Regions from separate parts of the Gossypium hirsutum genome. Here region 1 is linked to region 2. A link is a contact called in public Hi-C data. All regions are on one chromosome and are shown on one strand. Each heading gives the region's core, a stretch centred on a gene start, on an enhancer-like site or on the middle of the called end of the contact. The rest is flanking DNA. Distances are from core to core; before and after follow the strand shown.

What was found. Hi-C and Micro-C count contacts between places; a contact is called where the count stands out from the background.
Region 1: a contact with region 2 is called in a Hi-C map of leaf, with 2.3 times the contacts expected there. The contact joins the enhancer-like site here to the promoter of LOC107954353 in region 2. A contact is called at or near these places in 5 of 34 Hi-C or Micro-C datasets (callus, leaf and seedling).

Annotation. Positions count from the first base shown.
Region 1 is chrD07:20,511,917-20,514,616 of Gossypium_hirsutum_v2.1, reverse strand. No RefSeq gene overlaps it. Among protein-coding and RNA genes, the nearest start is that of LOC121219083, 5.2 kb to the left of the region's middle. Within about 2 kb of position 1,291, at least 3 of the 9 cell types and tissues checked have an H3K27ac peak or open chromatin away from gene starts, as enhancers often do. A contact at or near this core is called in leaf, where this site is marked.
Region 2 is chrD07:20,450,017-20,452,716 of Gossypium_hirsutum_v2.1, reverse strand. It overlaps LOC107954353 (probable protein disulfide-isomerase A6), which reads left to right and starts at 1,387. Exons shown (of 10, transcript XM_016889887.2): 1 at 1,387-1,582; 2 at 1,820-1,904; 3 at 1,989-2,086; 4 at 2,175-2,230; 5 at 2,296-2,413; 6 at 2,513-2,540; 7 at 2,635-2,700. The coding sequence starts at 1,437.

The DNA of each region.
Region 1 (2,700 bases), core at 42-2,541, 62 kb before region 2:
AACAATTTTTTTCTTCCATTTTCAATCTCGTTGTATTTCAATTTCGTTGTAAATTCTTGTAAATTATTAATATAGTTATTGATATAATATTATATTATGTTTATATATTGCATATATAAATAATTATATTTATTCAATATAATAATAAATTGATGTATTTTTTTAAATGTGTATGATTAATTCAAAATCAAAGTTTCAAGCATACATTTTAATCACAATTAAAATTTTATATGTATAATTACATCAAACTAAAATTCATGTATACAATTATACATTAAATCAAAATTAATATATAAAATTAAAATTTACCTCAATTCGAATTTATACAAAGTTGCATGTTGATAAAATGAACTCTATTAAGATATATAAATGTGGCCAAGGGTAGGTTTAGAATCGAAGTTATAAGAGATTTTTCCTTCAATCTTTCACCCTATCACAATATTTCAAACACTTGGATCGCTTAAGTAAAACAACTGGTATATATAGAGATTATTGAATCTAGATTATTTATAAAAATAGAGTTTTATTAAATTGATAGGTAAAAATATTGAAAAAGTTTTTTTTTTTTAAGTTGGTTTTGATTAAAAAAATTCAATTTTTAATCTTATAAAATTGTGGTTCCAACATCAGACAATAACGAGGAAACATTTAGAGTAGTCAATGGCAGCTCGATAACATATTCTTCAAATACCACTCACCTCACTTTTCCTAAAACCACTTCTACTTCTAGGTTTTTAATGCATTTTCCCTACATTTCCATTTCTATATACATCTTTTCTTTTTTGCTTGCATTTACCAGACCAAAGAAAAGAAAAAAAAAAAGAGAGGAAATCAACTTTTTATTATTTAATCAAGGGCTGCCGTTTGACATATTGACGGCACTAATTTAATATATATTCACATTTTCAGCCTTTTTTTTCCTTATCAATTTTAAAAAAATTACCGTGTCACCAATATGTCAAACGACACTCAAAATTACTATAAAAATATTCATTTTTATAAAAAATCTAGATTCAATACTATTTTTGTAATTAATTATTTTTAATATAATTTTTATAAAAAACCCATAACATGCACAGAACATGCCAGGTATATACCCTGTTCTAAAACATAATAAATGATATCAAATAAGATGTGGGTTCTATTTAAAAATATTAAATAACTATCAACCACCAAGTATTGTTATTAATATACAAAACTCATCTGTGACTTTCTGGAGTATTGGGGTACTTTTTGGGTCCTACGTGTGAAGGATGCACAATCACAGTCCAGTTATGACGGGATCGTTCAAAGGTGATGGGAAGATCCTACATTAAACTGTGCGTTGGCCCGGTTTGGCTCCACCCAATCACGGCCACACACAGCCTGCTTATCAACTTGTAAACTATTAATTAATATGATTCATGTGGCTTTATAATTATATATGTGTCAAATTTTATTACCAATCCTTATGTAAGACGTGGATTTAGATTCTTTAGCTTAGATATTTTTAGTTTCTTTATTTTTAAAATTTTGAAAATTCAGTGTTAATGATCTTAAAATTGATATTTCGAAAATGTTAAGAGGGCCGAAGCTAAGAAATTATTGTTAAAGGGTTTAAACTGGATTTCTAATTATGGGATGGGGCAAAAATGTCATTTTCTCATTAATAAAAAAGTTAAACAGCTTAAATTAACTGATTAATTATTCCGAAGGCTATAATTGTAATTATTCTATTTAGATAAGGGGGTAAAGTTTCTTCCAAGCTTGTTACCTCCCCCATAATACTAGAAAAAAAGATTATGTTATTTTAATTAATAGATTTAATAGCTACTACTTGAATCATGGCAAAAACTTCAAAATTAAAAAAAAAAGTATAAAATTAAAATTAACCAAATTAAAGTAACTTGTTCTTGGGTCGAGTTACTCGCCCAGGCCCGAAGGTTCACTTGAAATTTGAGAGGATTTGGGCAAAAATATTAGGTCCGAAAAATAGGTTTAGGCAAAAAAATTAAGCTTGTTTTTAAGTTTATAATACTTTATATTATGTTATTTTCATTTATTATGTAATTTAGAGCACATTAAAAAAATAAACCTATACTAAATATATAATACTACTCTATAAACATTAAAATAATGTTAAGATCACTATATAAAAACTTTCAATAAATAAATAAAAATATAATATTTTATTAAATATTAAAATAATTTAATTTAATTTTTTAAAAAACTTAAAAAATAATATGAGCGGGCCTAAAATAGATTTGGGTTAGTCTTTTGCAAATATGAGCGGGTTTGAGCAAACTTTTAGGTCCATATTTCGGGCCAATCTGGGTTTGGGCAAGTATAAAGAATGTTAGTATCATGCTTAGGCTGAGTCGGTCCTGACCCATGAACACCTCTAAATTAAAGGATATGAATTAAATCCACAACTTAAATATAACATATAGACTAATAATAGAATTTGACCGTACTACAAACATTTAATAGATTAAATGCAGTTTACTCTCTTTCTCAAATTAATCTGGGTTCTAATCACAATTGTAAAAAAAAAAAAAAGAGTAAAAGAATAAGTCAAATGTATCTCTTAATTTCAAGGAAGCAATGAAACAAACTAGTTTTTTCCCCAAGAGATAGCATTTCTTTTGCTGTTCAAAAGTATCTCTTAACGTTTTAAATCAAAATCAAAATTGATTTTGCGATTAACAGATGCACTTTTAA
Region 2 (2,700 bases), core at 138-2,637:
AACGACATTATATCTAAAATCAAAATATAGAGATTAAATCTCAAATTTAAGTGTAATACAAGGGCCGAAACTTAATTTTGAGTGTAAACAAGGGATATACTGAGTTCAGTCCACACAAACATCTAGCACTCTAATTTGAAACGCACATCAATACTTGATATTGAAGCATTAAAAAGGCGGGGGGGGGGGGGAATAATTACAAATTCTTGTCTATTACTGCTCCTTGAGCTGTCCCCTTCTTGAATTTAATACATAATATGAATTTCTCTACGTCTCTACTTTTTGGATTTTCTTTAATTGAAAATAAAATAAAATAAAGGTAAACTATAAAAATAGTCTTTTTTGTTCGTCTCAGATTATATTTTACAAAAACTCTTGTAAAAAATAAAACATCTTCAAAATAAGTTAAAAAAATTTACTCTTTACCAGAAACAAGTCATGTGGGTGATTAAAAATTTTCATTCCGAAGAAAAAAAAATCCAACCAAATATAGCATCAATTTTTATTTACCTCAGTTTTAAGAAAAAGCATGGAAAGAAAAGTGAGGTTTATTTTAATATACAAAAGTACATTTTTTATCTTATTATTTTTAGCATAAATTATTTTATGAAAAGATTAACTGAGAAAAATTATAACCAATCATTTTCTTTGTTTTCCATAATTTAACAAAAAAAAAAGATTTTAAATATTTTACTTTCCTTTATTATACATTATTTTCTTTCTTTTAACATTCTTTTTCTTTATTTTTTTTCTTTTTTCTTTATAATAATTATTTACTTAAGAGCAAAAAGAATTTGTATTTTCTCTTTTATGGACTTTTCAATTGATTTTATCAAAGTGAAATGCTTAATAGTTTAAATAGTGGTAAAGAATAAAAAATTTATTAAATTGATATTTTTAATTTTTTGTTATATTAAAAAAAATCTTTTTAAGTTGTGAAATAAATTTAACTATCTTTTTGGCATTAGTTTTTGGTAAAAATATCACGAAAAGTCTTTATATTAAGAGTCAGATCGTATTATACCTCTTCTATTAAAAAAAGTAAACTAGTCATTTCTGTTAAAAATTTTATCAACTTGTATTGTTAAATACTGATAAAAAAATCAGACAATGACATGTATCTCATACTAATATATAAAGACCAGTTTTTAATAGTAGAAATGAATAAAATTTTTAGAAGAATGATCAATTTAATATTTTTTGCGATTGTGTTGATACAAATAAAAACAAAGGAGTTGAAAAGATGAGCTATGTAACTAACATTTATGACAGGTTGGGTTTTAAGTTTGAAGGAGAGTCCCCCATTCAGTGATTGGGCTTTAAGTCCACCAAAGCCCAACCTTTTCCAAAATTTTATCCCGAAATAAAGATGGTTACTATAACAAATTGGTATCGTAATTGTCGATAGAAAACTAGAAACAAAGGATAAACAAGAAATGGAGATGTTGTTAGCGTTCGGAACCTTGGGTTTGTTATTCGCTTCATCAGCCTTGGCTGACGACGTCCTCGTTTTAACCCAACAAAACTTCGACAAAGAAGTTGGTCACGACCGAGGAGCTCTCGTCGAGTTCTATGCCCCTTGGTTACATTCTTCATCGCCCTCTTTTTTATTAATCTCATGCTTTACGTTTTTGGTGTTTTTACATTAATCGCTCCTTAGATCCATCTTCAGCTACACCAATGTGACGACAACGTCCATGATTTTTTTCTTTTTCCCTTGGTTTTTTAATGCTTGTTTATTAGGATCAAACGATTTTTTTCCTTAAATTCCATTTCGAGCTATTTATATTCTCAAAATCATATATTTATCCAATTGCAGGTGTGGTCACTGTAAGAAGCTAGCTCCTGAGTTTGAGAAGCTTGGGGCTAATTTCAAGAGGGCTAAGTCCGTCTTGATTGGAAAGGTTAGCGATATAATGAAGTTTTTCTTGCTATATATTGCAATTGGTTTTATTTGGAATTCTTTTCTTTTGTTGATGCCATTGTAGGTGGACTGTGATGAGCATAAGAGTGTATGCAACAAGTATGATGTTCAAGGCTACCCAACCATTCAGTGGTTTCCTAAAGGCTCTTTGGAACCTAAAAAGTGAGTTTTAGTCTTGTTTAAGTTTTAATATTGGAATCCACATTTTATTTAAAACATGCTCTTAGTAGATAAAAATTGTTCTATCCAGGTATGTAGGACCACGCACTGCAGAGTCCCTTTCTGAGTTCGTAAACAGTGAAGGAGGTAGATTATAGGGACCAATGTCTAAACCCACTAGGATTTTGCTTTGCTAATGTCTTGTTTTATAGGGACCAATGTGAAGATTGCCACTTTGCCATCCAGTGTTGTGGTGCTAAATGCTGATAATTTTAATGAGATTGTCCTTGATGAGACCAAAGATGTGCTGGTTGAGTTTTATGCACCTTGGTAAGCATGCAGCTTTTTTGTTTTGTTGTTGATATTCTTTTGCTTCAATCTTTTCTGCAAAAAGTGGTCTGATCAAGTTTTGTATTGGTTTTCTGCCAGGTGTGGTCATTGCAAAAGCCTCGCTCCTGTAATCATCAATATCGATGCTTAATGAAGGCAGCATGAACGTTTTGGTTCCAAGTGGTGATTTCCTTTCTAACCCTTTGTCTTTGTCCCTACAGATTTATGAGAAGGTAGCTACAGCGTTTAAATTGGAAGAAGATGTAGTGATATCCAATCTAGATGTT